Linked DNA regions of Canis lupus: region 1 is linked to region 2. A link is a contact called in public Hi-C data. All regions are on one chromosome and are shown on one strand. The core of a region is the stretch at or near the end of the contact, and the rest is flanking DNA. Distances in the headings are between cores, read along the strand shown. Region 1 holds the start of DHRS7 (dehydrogenase/reductase SDR family member 7). Region 2 overlaps LRRC9 (leucine-rich repeat-containing protein 9).

Evidence for each region. A called contact is a pair of places that touch in the nucleus more often than the background predicts.
Region 1: a contact with region 2 is called in a Hi-C map of blood, with 5 times the contacts expected there. The contact joins the promoter of DHRS7 here to the enhancer-like site in region 2. A contact is called at or near these places in 6 of 9 Hi-C or Micro-C datasets (amygdala, blood and liver).

What each region holds. Positions count from the first base shown.
Region 1 is chr8:35,545,903-35,553,361 of UU_Cfam_GSD_1.0, forward strand. It overlaps DHRS7 (dehydrogenase/reductase SDR family member 7), which reads right to left and starts at 6,147. Exons shown (of 7, transcript XM_038544860.1): 1 at 5,940-6,147. The coding sequence starts at 6,072.
Region 2 is chr8:35,460,266-35,468,092 of UU_Cfam_GSD_1.0, forward strand. It overlaps LRRC9 (leucine-rich repeat-containing protein 9), which reads left to right. Exons shown (of 34, transcript XM_038544858.1): 32 at 2,273-2,417; 33 at 4,030-4,198. Among named protein-coding and RNA genes, the nearest start is that of PCNX4, 26 kb to the right of the region's middle. Within about 2 kb of position 6,381, at least 1 of the 20 cell types and tissues checked has an H3K27ac peak or open chromatin away from gene starts, as enhancers often do. A contact at or near this core is called in blood, where this site is marked.

The DNA.
Region 1 (7,459 bases), core at 4,897-7,396, 85 kb after region 2:
TTGATTCTGGTGATGATCTCACAGGTATACACTTACCTCAAACTAACTGAGTTGTATACATTAAATATACAGTTTTTTAACATGCTAATCATACTTCAACAAAGTGACTTAAAAATGTTTTTAATTAAATATCCTCAGAAAGCACCTAACCTAATTTTTTTAAAAAGCGTGAATACAAATCTGACTAGTAACAGTTATCAACACATTACCTTGGATATTCCACTCTTGGGTGCATTTTCCAGACTTTATTTAGGGTGAGCCTTGTAAACTCGATGGTCTGACTCCAAGGGTCTATTTATCTATATATTCAACTAAGAAAGGTAAGACTAAGTGGACAAAAAGTCTGTCTGGACTCACCTTCTCACTTTCATTACCCATGATGAGGGATTCAGATAAGATGATCACTAAAGGTCCCATGACAGTTTTGAATTCTATTATTCTGATTTCTTGCAATGGAGGTATTGATGATGACTCTGAATATACCAAGTTCTACCGTACAGCACGGTGGAATCATTCTGGATTTTTGCTTTCCCCATTTGCCAATCGTATCTGATACCTATCAAGTGAAGGCCATTTTGTAAAAGTGCTCCCCAAATGCCTGAGCTTCCATCTTGGAAAATAACTGCTCACCCAAGATGAAATGCACACGATAGAGAAATGAAATGCTATTCTCTGCCTGCCCAATTATGTTATTGTTAAAGACTGTAAAAAATGTTACAGCACTCAAGCAATGAGTGGTGGTTTATTCTCCTTTTCTCCAATGAAAAACTTAACTTGCATTGTAGGACAGGATAACCACTGTCTATCTGAATTCCTAGAGAGTCATTGTGGTACAACACTCCTGTGTACTTTCTTTATTAAAATATGTGTTATCAAAAACAGCAAGCTATCTGGATGGCTCAGTCGGTTAAGCATTGGACTTCGCATGATTTCAGCATCCTGGGATCAAGCCCCATATCCGTCTCCCTTCTCAATGGGGAATGAGTTTGTCCCTCTGCCTCTGCCCCCATCCCCCGCTCATGCTCTCTTTCTTTCTCAAATATCTTTGCAAAAAACAATAAACAAGGCATCACTTAACCACACAGACTTCTGATTTTAGATCATAAAAATTAAAATTGGGAAATCAGTTTATTCTTTTAGTCAAATCTAAAACCTAACTGTCAGGTTAACAGTATAAGCTCTGGAGATGGCCAGGGTTCAAATTTTGGCTCTGTCACCCAGAACAATGAAATGCCTCCATGAGAAAACTTGGTTCCTTAATTTTCCACTGGATAAATAATAAAACCTCCCTCATAGCACTGTTGAGAAAAAATGAGTTAAAATAAGTCTCCAGAGCAGTGTCTGATACATATTCAGTGCCTAATGAAATATCAACTAATTATTGCTAAACTGTTTAACAAATAGACTTTTTAGCAGCAAAACATAAAATATTCATGCAATAACGTATGTATTCTCATGTGTTCAGCCAGGGGCAATGGGGTTACTAACTATAATGGCTTAATATATTTCCATGACTTCTATGTGCTTAAACACATTACCTTATTAAAACCTTCACAAGAAACTTATGAAATAAGAATTCTCTTAATTTTGTAAAAAAGGAAACTGAGGATCATAGACATGAATTTGCCCCACTAGACTGCATACTCCCTTAAGGCTGGGACCCTGTCTGCCTTATTCACTGTTCAGGGCCTAGCACAGAGCCTGGAATATATTAAGAACTCCATCAGTAACTGTTGAGTATTTTTTTTAAGATTTTATTTATTTATTCATAGATACACAGAGAGAGAGAGAGAGGCAGAGACACAGGCAGAGGGAGAAGTAGGCTCCATGCAGGGAGCCTGACGTGGGACTCGATCCAGGGTCTCCAGGATCAGCCCTGGGCTGCAGGCGACGCTAAACCGCTGCGCCACCGGGGATACCCGGTAACTGTTGAGTAAACACCCAACAACCCTAGCAGGGCTGGGATATAAGCCCAAGTACATCTAGTTCCAAAGCCCACACTCTGACCACTAGCCCATGGTGTCCACATTTTAATATGATCAATATTTTAAAGCCCAACTGTTTCTTAGCCATTCAAGAAAATACACCTTGCCTTCAGAAAAGAAGTTTCATGTAAAGATCTGAACTAAAGTTGGAAACATCCCAAATAGCCTATGTCTAGGCTACAACGTGCTTTTATGGAAATGCACAACAGAGGACTCCATCGGGAATAGCAGAATGTATATTCAGATAATCATGTATTCACTCACTGAAGACTCCTTGTTCCAAAATTCTGTAATACCCAAGACTACAGAGTAAATATTGTTAACTACTCATTAACCAGCATAAAATTAATAAAAATTTCTTCACGTTTACACTACTAAGCAAATATTACTTAAAACCAATGATGAAAACCCCCCAGGCTCATGCAGACCTTAGGTCACCTGTAGTTCTGGCCCCCTTCTTCCCACCCTGAAGAAGAAAACTTGTATTTAGCATCAATTTTTGTTTACCACTTCCATAGAATCTAGCAGACATAATGGCTCCCCTACAGAGTCTCTGAAAGCAGATTCTCAGAGTTGGAAAGAAAACTTCAGGAGAGTTCAACCCCAACCCAGTTTGAGAATTTTCTCCTCAAGCTATTGACTAATGTCTACTTAATTCCTTCACAGGATGAGGAAGCTAGTTATCTCCAAAGCACCCCCTCCTTTTCTGGAGGAGTCTCATCCTTCAAGGGGTCAAGGATTCTTTCTTTCTTTTTTTTTTTTTTTATAAGATTTATTTATTTATTTATCCATGATAGACATAAAGAGAGAGTGAGAGAGAGAGAGGCAGAGACACAGGAGGAGGGAGAAGCAGGCTCCAAGCCGGGAGCCCCGGGAGCCCGATATGGGACTCGATCCCGAGGCCCCAGGATCATGCCCTGGGCCAAAGGCAGGCGCCAAACCGCCGACCACCCAGGGATCCCCAAGGATTCTTTCTTATACTGTGATATACCTTTAACTTCTCCTGCCCTGCGGCAGTTGGCAGCGGCTCTGCCTTGTGCCAACATTAAGAACACATCAGGCCTGACTGCACAAGACAATCCTTGGCGAATTTGAAGATGGCTTACGTGTCTTCCCTAAATTCTCTCTTCTCTTGCTTCTCGAAGGCTAAATAAACACTTCCAATGTCTGCGACCTTCCCTCAGAGGACCTGGCTTCAGGTTTCCCCACTCTTTGGCTCATATCCCTCTGCACAAACTCTAGTTGGTCAATATTCCTATTGAAGAGAAGTGGCCAGAAAGGATCCAGGATACCGTGGGGTCTCCACAATGGCTGGCTCAGTCACTGGGGCGTCCCAGGGTCCAGCACGGAGGCAGATACATACAAGCAGCTATTTAGAAGGCATCTGTTGTGCACTGCCATTTGTTGCTTCAGACATGACAAGCCTCCTAGGCTTGCCTAATCTTTCTTGGCAGTCATTTCACAGGTCACTCAGAGGGAGGCTATTGCCAACTAAAACCCAAGTTTTCCTCTGGCGCACTGCTGCTGGTGACATTCCCTGCTCTGGACTAGTGCCAGGGATCTTTCTGGAACTAGGAGCAGGATCTAAAATTAGTCACCCTTAAATTTTACCATGTGATATATATGCTTGGAAGATGGAGAATTTCTCTAGGTGGGAAATATTAGTTGCTTCTAGAGAGGCATATTTGGTGGCTGGGGGCAACTTTTCACCATATTATTTTTGTGTCATTAAATTTTGTAGCATGTGAATATATTATCTATTTTTTTAAGGTGACAAAAACAATAAACCTATGGAGAAGACAAGGAGAATTTGTTTATTTATTTAAAAAAATATATTTTGTACCTTAATAGAGTCTGCCCATCTTTCCAGTCTAAATTATTCTGAGAACCTGATGGGAACCTGAGTGCATCACCATGTGCCTTTAAACAATTTTTTTAAAGATTTTATTTATTCATTCATGAGAGACACAGAGAGAGAGAGAGAGAGAGAGAGAGAGAGAGAGGCAGAGACACAGGCAGAGGGAGAAGCGGGCTCTATGCAGGGAGCCTGATACGAGACTTGGTCCTGGGTCTCCAGGATCACCCCCTAGGCCGAAGGCAGGGGCTAAACTGCTGAGCCACCCAGGGATCCCCTCCATGTGCCTTTAACTTTGTTTTATTATCACTCTCCCAAACCTCAGTAGTCTTTCTAAGCATTTTTGTTTCCAAAAAACTCCCCCATGAAATTTTATCACCAGATATACTATATATCTATTTATGTACTGTACATACATATATCTGTGCTTTATACATAAAAAAGAAGTTCAAGAAAGCTTATTCTTCAGTCAATGCAGGTTTGAGAATGACTAAATTTAAAAATTAAGTTAAAAGTTAAATTAAAATTTAAAAGCCATTACCATGTAATTTTATTATAGTATTTGCAGAATAACTTTTAATGTCATTTATCTACTTAGATAAATGATAACCTAATTAGATAAATGATAACCTATCAAATTAGTATGCAAATTAGCCTATTACATAAGTTCATAATAATAGCAATGTAATTAAATGTATCTTAAAATCCTTCAAAATTATTTTTCCAGCAAAACATTGAACAGATTAATGAATTTCTTAAAAATTAGTTTTAGTCAACTTTTAATTTTTGCTTAATAGGTGAAAACCTTAATATAACTAGTTGTTAGATATTCATTCGGACATCGTCAACATTCTTCCTCTTCACCACTTGACATAACTGATGGATCCAATGACTTTTGCAGAATTAAATTCTTTTAAAAAAGCTATTTTTAGGTAATCTCAAAGTCCAAGTTAACACAAAAGCGCTGGGGGTCAAATGTAAATATCCACAAAGCAGCCACAAGGCAGCCATCAGACAAGAGAAAGACCCATCAAGAGAAGGCCTGACAATCACAACCATCTATTTGCCATCGCTTTGTAGCCTTGACCTCGCATAGGTGCATTTCCCATGAACCCAATAATGGCAGCACTCCAGAGGTCGTTCCCAAGAAAATGCAACGAGAGAAATGAAACATTAAGGAATAAAATTTTGTCCAGTAGGGTTGGGCTAAAACACGGTACCATCTAAGATTTTATCTGATTCTCAAGAACCAGGTTTGACACCCTGAGGAGCCCTGTCTCTTCCCTTCCCTCCCAGGGCCTTTTTGAAAGCAGAGTCCATCTTCTGAACTGCTATCGCTTCCCAGTAAAGTTCCTCACATGCTTTTCGGGTCCAGGAAACGAAGTCCAGGGAAACCCCACTGCCCCTAGTCCTTAGGGATCCAAAGCCTGGTTTCCCTGTGTGGAAAGTAAGATTAATGATGCCTACTTTGTAAGAGTCTGTAAAGGCCAGAGGTCAGGTGTGCGAAGGGCGGAGCACATCGCTGTCGCACAGAGAATGTGTTTAGTGAACGACACCAAATTTTCACCAGGGTACAGGTGACAGTGGGATGGGCTGAACGCCCCTCAGCAGGCCAGTAATGACCTCACTGCACGCAAAATCCAGTTCCAACTGGGTGATCCTTCTAGCCCTTGGCTAGTTAGGGGAGTCACTCCGGATTATCTCATTTTATTTCACAATTCAGGGAGAAGGAGCAAGTTCAGGAAGTAGAAAAACCGGGCTCGGGTTCTCGAAAGAAGGCTTGCCCGCAAAGTCCGGGGCCGGGCGCTGTTTCTCCAAGGGGGGCCGCCGGGGTGGGGGGGGGGAGCCGCCAGTCCCGAGGGCGTCCCGCCCAGCGCAGCGCCCCCTTCCTTGGGCCAGCGGGCGAGCCCTCGCCGACCCCGACGGGAGACCACGGGGCACGACCGCCAGCCACCTCGGCCCGGCTCCGTCCTCCCCACCCCCACCCCCACCCCCGGCCGCCCCAGGCTGCAGGCTGCACGGCCCCCAGGGCTGCGGGGCGCGCGGGGGCGGCCGCACGGAGCCCGGCCTCCCGCTCCCGAGGCGCGGCCGGGCCTCACCTGGGCGTCGCCCCTGCCACTCGGCCCACAGCAGGGTCAGGTCGCCATCGGCGCGGACGAAGCGCAGCAGCTGCACCAGGAGCGCGAGCAGCGCGCCCAGCGCCAGCAGCCAGAGCAGCAGCTCCCAGCTCATCGCGGCCGCGCGCGCCCGGCTCGCCGGGGAGGACTGGCCGCCTCGGAGCCGCCGCAGCTCGCGGCAGTCGGCGCGGCCGCCTCCCCGGGCCGAGAGCCGCGCGCCCCGGGCCCCGCCCAGAGAGTGGCAGGAGGAGGGGCGGCCCGGGCTGGGCGGGGAGTGTGGGCGAGGCCCGCGCCGCCGAACCCCGCGTCCGCGCCTGGCCTAGGGCGGCAGGAGGGACCCGAGGCGTGGACGGCTCTGAGGCTGCGCGCCACCTGCTGCCAGGACACCGGCCACAAGGCTGTGAGATAGGAACGATCCTCTAACAGTTGCTTTGACGGCCTGTAGTTTCAAGGTTGGGGTTGTGTCAAAAGGAAGAGCACAGATGTTCCAACTTAAGATCGCCACTTCCTCCATCCTCATCTTTCTATTTTTTTTTTAAGATTTTATTTATTCATTCATGAGAGACACACAGAGAGAGAGGCAGAGACACAGGCAGAGGGAGGAGCAGGCTCCATGCAGGGAGCCCCATGCGGGACTCGATCCCGGGTCCCCAGGATCACGCCCTCGGCCTAAGGCGGCGCTAAACCACTAGACCATCCAGGGATCCCATCTTTCCATTTTTAACTAAACGAACCGAACAAACTATCAAACTGTCTTCCACCCTGCCCCCACCCAAATAACCGCGAGTCTGAGTTGGCACCCTGTCGGTTTACATTTGGGAAGCAATTGCAAAGAGAGTTGCCTCCTTGCTGGACGAGAAAGTGCAGTTTCAGTCAAGATCGTCCACGAGGACTAGCAGGATTGGGGACCTTGACCCAAGCAGGTTCCACCCTCAGCAACCTAAGTACATTTATCTTTAGGTAGCTACAAAGAATAGGGAAGTTTAAATAAAATGCCAGTGAAGGGCACAGTAGTTCGTACGCAATGATTATATTCATTCTTTGATAACTATGAGAATTGTCATTATTAATGATTATTTATTTTCTCCACTATAATTATCGTTTCTTAGAGTCCAACCTGAAAGACAGGGACTTTGTTTATAAACTGCTATATTCTGGTCGTATAGAATTGCCCTTGCTTGTGAAAGCGGTAAGAGTGTTTAAATTGTGATGTATCAGATCCTGTACTGATAGGGATCTCATTCTCCAAGGAATATGTACACTAGCTAAACTTAGATTTTGATCGATTGTTTACCTCAACTACAACTTGATATAATATTGCTCAAGAGCTGCCCTCTTTAGTTTACCTTTGCAATATTGGTTTTGTCTTATGATAAATGACTTTTAAACTATGGTGCTTAAAATACCACACTGAATCTCACTCCTGTGAAAAAATTTCAAGAGTTTCCTCTGAGCCTGGGTCCCCTTCTGTAAAATTAAGGATTGAATTAGATTTAGTGTCC
Region 2 (7,827 bases), core at 5,131-7,630:
AGTGGAAAACTAAAGGAAACTTTAGCCTGCTATTGCTGCTTCAACAAATTGCCTCAAATTAAGTGGCTTGAAACAACACAAATTTACTATCTGACAATTCTGGAGGTCAGAAAACCAAAAACTAGTCTTACAGGGCTAAACATTGGCAGTTAGTTCTGCATTCCTTCTGGAGTTTAAGGAGAGAATTTGTTCTTTGCCTTATCAAATTTCTAGAAGCAACCTGCATTCGTTGGCTCATGGCCCTCTTCCAGCAATAGCATCATTTCAACTTCTGATTCCATTATCACATCTTCTCTGTCTCTGATCCTCCTGATCCATCTCTCTTATAGGGACTCTTGTGACTGTACTGGCACCACCTAGATAATCCAAGATAATCTCCCCATCTCTAAACTAATGTAATTATGCTTGCAAAGTCCCTTTTTGCCATGGAAGGTAATGTATTCACAGGTTTTGGAGAGTTGGATGTGGACATCTTTTGGGGGGGCATTATTCTGCCTCCCATACCATATTTGTAAGGGCTCCAGTGAGAGACCTATAAAAACTATCACATTGAAATTTATAAATTCTATTTTAAGGTAATGTTGACTAAATTTGAAAAATTATGTATAAATTCGCTAAATTACATATAAAGAAATCACTTAGCTTTAAAGATCCCAATTTTCATATGTATTTTTTGATTAGTTTCATATAGCAGAAAAAGTCCATAAACTCAAATTTTAATTGATGAGTATTTCACTAAAGGATTTGCTTCTTGGCTATTCTTTTCCATTTTTCACAATGTAAAGTCAGACTTTTCCCATTACCATACTATGATACAATAATATGTCTTGAGTGGATCTAGACACATAATCTTGCCGTTTGAGTCAGTGCCATCTATAAGAACTTAATGATTTTTCCACTTACTCTATATGTGAACATTTTATTAAAAATCATTATTTTTTTAAGATTCATCTATACAGGTTAATAAAATAAAGGGAATATTTCATGTCTTTATTTTAGAGAAATCTATTTTAAGATTCAATAATAACAGGGACATCTGGGTGGCTTAGTGGTTGAGCATCTGCCTTTGGCTCAGGTGGTGATCCCAGGGTCCTGGGGCCCAGTCCTGCATCAGGCTTCCTGCAGGGAGCCTGCTTCTCCCTCTGCCTATGTCTCTGCTTCTCTCTGTGTGTCACTCATGAATAAATAAAATCTTTTTAAAAATTCAATAATAATGTTTATTTTCATGGCTAGAACAAAACTGAGCTACTAAGGAGACACAAAAACAGAATTTGTCAGTTCAGTCTAATTTATTTTTCTTTCAGTTACTGCTCTTCCTTTTTTAACAGCAAGAGAGAATCCATGAACTCTAAAGTTGACCTTTAAACTAGAAGATTCTGGTGCTTTTGGCTTCAGAAGAAAATTGGACAGCATTCTAAATTAGTGATGGGAACTCCTACAAAGGAATTAGTTAGGGAATTTGGGACGACTAGCTTTAGTAAAAAGCCTGATACTTTAGTGCTCATTATAAAGCTACATTCTTGGTAACGCCTATTGAAACAGGGCAATCAGTCATTTTGCACAAATGACAAAAGCCTGTATGTCTAAATAAGTTGAATCATATATTAAGAATTCATATTTTTAAAAATAAAAACAAGGTCAGTCTTAATGAAGACAGAGCAAGCATAAAATTCTAGAGAAACCAAGAGTCTCCAGCCTAAAATACTTCCCTCTTCTGTTTGCTGATTCCTGAAATTCTTTTAAAAGCCTCCTAATCCTCAACTAACTTAAAATGTAAACACCATTTAGAGAGCACGTTCATTAGAAGTGATTGTTATAAGATGCTTTCCTTAGTCCCCAATTTATTTACTTATTTGTTTTTGAAAAACTAATTAACTAACTGCAAGGCACCTGATGAGGAAAATGAAGATGTAGAAGATACAACTCTTACCAACTGAAAACTCCCACTCAGTAAAAAAGAAACAAAGGGGGGAAAACTTAATTCTCATTTTCTGCACTTACCTTGTTAAGACCCTTTGGAAAGGGGGAAGCGCCATCATATGTGATGAGGATGACGCCATCTGAAAAGCCAGAACGTAAGGTTCTGAGGGAGGTTAAAGGTTCAACAGTCTCTCACAGGTTCTGCCTCAAACCAACTCAGTTCAGTCATATAACTCCTGAACTAAAGAATTTTAAGTTGATTATCAAATAGGGCTTTGTGGTAAGGACTGAATCTATTGATCTGAGTTTTGGAAGGTGAGCCATTCTTAACTCTTTTTCTTTTATTATGTAGTTTATTCCTGTTACCAGCTCTCCAATGGATGGTGGATCATTTGGCCAAGTGAAAGCTCCTCCCATAAAGATTACGAATGTAATAATGCCGGGGGGATTTAGCCATTACTTGGGATCTGACTTCACTTTAACTCCTGAAGTTGAAGGTATTTTCACAGAGTTTCTTAGTGAATGTAAAAGCAAATGAACAAAACACTGCACTTGAAACAAAAATCTCACTTTGATTTCCATTATTTCTTAAAACTGCATTTTTAAATTTACATTTCCTAAAATTGCACATTTGTTCAAGTTTCATGTAGTCATTCTGACTTCAGAGACTATAGTATTTTGAGGTTTTGCTCAACTACTAATATGTTGTACCTAAACATTTGCTCATAATGTGAACTTTGTGATACTTGCACAATTATTTCTTGAATTACTTATTTTCAAAGCTTTTGTTTCATTTTATGTATGTCATAGCACATGACTGCTAAAACCAATTCATCTGTGTGTCCTTCTAAAAGTAGAAAGTCAAAGGTTTAAAACTATCTGTGACAACAATTCTTGGAGCACAAAGAGAAGATCAGACTTTATTCTTGAAACCACAAATAAACCATGAAGCTAATACTAGAGAAGAGTTTCAAGAGGTAGAGCTCTAAAGCAGGGAGTCCATTAAAAGGACAGGGCATGGAAATAATTCCTTCTATTATATACATTTTAGTTTAGGGTAGATCAAGACTTTTGCGTATTTCCAGATCTTCACCTCTTCCATTCCTTATTACATCCCACTTTGCATGGGATCACTATTAGAGAATAAAATTCAAAATCACAGTAATTATAAAATGGTCTAAGATTCTACTAAGGATAATAGATTGCTCTGTGTGATTATTTTTAAAGGAAGCTCAGTCAAAAGAAACCCAAAATAATTTACTTTGTTAAGATATTATTTTTTGTTCAACTTATATCTCATACTTCTAAATACTTAAGATTTTAGTCATAGTGAGAATTTTTATGCTTTTGTCTAGTAGACATAACTGTCAATAAAGTGAGATAATGCCAAATTATTAGCTATTCAACAGTACAACATCATCTTCAGGAATGTCATTAATATCTTTTTTTTTTTTTTCGGCACTAGTTCCACCCTGGATTCATCTCCATAACATCCTTCTCAGATTTCTGTCTTCAGGATTTGTAGTGTGACTATTTTTTATGTTTTTCTTGAAAAGTCCTGTAATTTCTCTCCTGTTTCCAGACTGTTGCCACAGTTTTGTTTTGTTTTGTTTTGTTTTGTTTTGTTTTGTTTTAGAATTATGGTCACTGGGATCCCTGGGTGGCACAGCAGTTTAGCACCTGCCTTTGGCCCAGCGTGCGATCCTGGAGACCCGGGATCGAATCCCATGTCGGGCTCCCGGTGCATGGAGCCTGCTTCTCCCTCTGCCTGTGTCTCTGCCTCTCTCTCTCTCACTGTGTGCCTATCATAAATTAAAAAAAAAAAAAGAATCATGGTCACTTTATCTGTACATTTATTATGATACAGAGCTCTAGATATTTAAATTTTAAAAATTACCTAGAAACAATCAAATAGATTCACGAACTCAGAGAAATTTAAGCAGCATTAAATGCTAGAAATCTATTCCAATTCTGTATTTTTATTTAAGATGTTTAATACATGTTATGAAATATGTACAGCACACATTCAACAAAAGGGCAACAAAGCTTTATTACTTAATTCATTTTATTACTTAGTGTTTCTCATTGTTCCACAATTCCTAATTTCAGACAAAAAAAACAAGAATGCAGGCATTCTGACAAATAATCCTCGGAGCATCCATGCAGAAATAGCTTTTCGGCAACTCAGAGGGATAAATCTCTCTCCACCTCTTTTATCACATCAGGGTATGGCATCTCCAACTACACAGATGTACCAGAGCAACCCGGATGAGGGAAGGTAAAACTATTCTGTGTTTTAATATCATTTCTCATCATTAAAAAAAAACACTCCCCAAATCTGCTAGTCATGTATAAAAATAGGAAATATTGTGTTTTACTATTATTTGCTTACTGAGAGCTGGGAAAAACTGTCAGCATAAGGCTTCTTCTCCCACAATCACCCAACTTTCCCAAAGTCCTGTGTATTTAGATCATAATTCTAAGAGGCTTAGTAATGGCTGTAGAAGTAGAATAGTGCTCATCTAATACTTATATGAACACTGAAATAAACACTTGTAATTGCATTCTCTCCCAAATCACTTCTCAAATATGCAAAGCAGTTCACTTGTATTTTCAACAAGAGAAAAATTCAATTCTGAAATCACAAAGCCCAAGAATTTTTTAAATTCTTCAAGCCTCTCCTCTGGGAGAGGCTAGCCCTAGTAGCCAGCTCAATGCCTGAGAACCTGCAACTTCTCATCAGGAATCCACTCTGTTGCTCAACACCTGTCCACCTAGATTTCCAGTTATTTCCTGTCCGCCAGCTTCTTGATAGCCAAGCTCCAGTCATATATCAGTGACCAACTCAGCAGCAGACCTAGGGTAGGCCTGGCTCTCGCTCTACTGACTTCCCTGCTAGTCTGGTCACATTCTACTGACTCCTTAGGATAACCTGATTTTTAGATGTCCAAGAATAGGATCACTTTCTCTGTTGTACTGTCTTTTTGAAATTGAACACATAAAATTTTTTACTGCAGAATTACCTTAATTAGCTGATCCATTAAGAAAATAAGTCATAATTATTTGACTCATAAATATTTTATTTCTGATAGAATTCCTGGCAGTACTTTCCAAGATCAAATCAAATGAAACTGCCTAGAGAAATGAATATACACAAAGAAACCTATTTCTGTTTAGGAGTTATACAAAAACTAGCAGACAGAGCTGGTGAAAAAAATATATGAGATAATCGTGTTACTTATTTTACTGAAGCACTTCAGTTCCATATGAAGATAATCTCTATCACCCTGGTTGAATTTTATTTAATATCACCCCTCTTAAACTCTCATTATGATTACCTTTATTATTTATTTGAATTCCTATATTAGAAAAACCATGAACCGTTATATCATACAATTTGAAAAGATAGAAGTGACATAAAACAGAGAATCAAATATTTAGTCCTAGTATTGGAAGCATTTAGTTACAAAATCTTATTGTAGCCTGTCATATTAAGATACTAAAAAAGGCAATTCTAGTAAATAAGTATATTTTATTTGTTGAATATTTATTTAGTTGGAGTTACCTAAAACTAAAGCATACATTTCTTACCAAACACAACTATTACTAAAACAAGTTGAACTTTGTTCACTGAGCTACAAATTAGTATTTTAGGACTATAATTGGGAAAAAATACCTTAAACCATATCTTCCCTAGGATTTGTTTAGAGATGCAAATTATGGGCATCAGTAGTACTTTCTAAAGGTGGCTAAGAGTTGGTGCAACCATGTATTCATGCTCTAAGAATAAAAAAGTACTATTTCAAATAAAGGATTTGTTAATTGTACCCATAGTAATATAATTTTACAAGCAGTTTTAGGCTAAAAAGGACAAACTGAGTGGACACATTTAAATTCAAGACCCTTAACAATTGTATTTCACTGGAAATAATTTTTCTAAAACATTATGCTGCTCGGACAGATCACAAATCAATCATATATGGTTTTGAAAAAAATATGGTTTTGAATTACATTGTTTTATTAAATATAGTTCTTTAAATTAATGACTAACTTGCCAATCATATTTTTATATAAATGGCCTGTATGATTCATGAATTATTCTACTATAATTTTCCAGGTATTGGTTCAACACTGCATGTAGTTTTCCTACTATTTTAGATGTTCCTTACATGAAAATAAATTTTTACTAAAATGTGTGTATTTTATAATCTACCTGGAAATAGGCTGAAAGATATTTTGGAAACTAATTCCAATGCATACGCAATAATTTGTATCTTTTCGTCTTTAAACGCTGATGTTTATGAAGTAATTATGTAACATTTAAAATTTCAAACTTAATAGATTGATTTGATACTTCTTAATGGGTGGTTTTTAAACAACTATTGCTCTTAGGTGGAAATAAGATCCTTTGTTTAAAAAACAACTATGCAGTTCTTAAGATGTCCAGAAGATGTCTTTGTTGCCCTTTAGTTTTGACAACTGCTTTCCTTGCAGTGCTCCAATGATGGTCTGTTCTCTGTTACTAACTTGGTATCATCGGCTTTTTTCTTTTATGATTTTGTATAAATGAAATACTGAATATATGTTGCTTTTGTAATGACAATTATCTTTAAATAATAAACTGGGTGGGAAAAGTAAATGTAACTGTCTTTCACTTAGAGAAAAGGAATTTTCAAGAATTAGAAAAGTATGAAGCAGGAAAAACATACCTCATTATTCAGCATCCCTTTAACATTTAGCACACTTTCTTGTAGCCATTTTTTCTATGCATTTGTAATATATTTGAGATCTATCATTTGATTTTTATGTACTATACATCATTAAATTTAGATATATCTTACCATTTTATTGTAAATTTTTAATTATATCTGAATTTCTTCTTGAAAGTAAATTAATTTGTAATACATATTTTTTTTTAATTGTTTTTAGAGAGAGAGAAGGGAAGAGGGGAAGGGAGAGAGAATCTTAAGTAGGCTCCATGCTCAGCACAGAGCCCATGCAGGGCTCAATCTCACAACTCTGAGATCATGACCTGAGCCAAAATCAAGAGTCAGATGTTTAACCAAGTGAGCCACCCAGGGACCCCAGTAATAATACATAATTTGATAATAACACGAAAAATAATGTGAACATGTACTTAGGCATTGCTAGGTACTATACAGAAAACAGACATGAATCCAACCTTTAGAACATTTTGATATGAATACATGCTAAATAATTTCATATAAAGCAATGAGGGAGATGATTACTAGCATAATTTGCACAGTTCTGAATCTTTTCTGCCATGAGAGCAGATGACACTGACATGATAGACAACATGCTCCCCTGGGAATGCTTAGATGGGTTAAGCCATTGGTTATGTGCAGCTCATAAACAATAGCTAAAACTTCATCCCTTTCCTGTTTGACAAAACAAAAAGATGTAATTGAACACGAGGGATGTTTTTATAAGAGTGACTTTAGATCTGCCCTGAATTATTTAAGTAAATAATACACACACTGAGGAATTTAAGTTATAGTTATAAATTTTTTGTAACATACTTCACAACTGATTACGATAAAACAGGCAAGTAGTACTTTAAATTTACAAACCACTAGCCCATATTTTACATGGTTATCCTAATAACCCACTCTATGGAGTAGATATGAAATGTATTTTCTCCATTTATAGATAAAGAAATGGGAATAAGGAAAAGAGTAGATATCATATCAAATCCTAGATTTTTTTTCAACTCCCAATTCATTACTTTTTCAATTACTATGAGTGAATCAACATTTAATTATTATTCATGTGCTATGTAACCAGCTGTCATAGAGCCCTAATATATTAAAAACTGTAAACTATCATTATCTTCCAGTGTATTTAGCTTAGGGAAAATGCATAATTTCTACAGTAAAATTAGTCCTT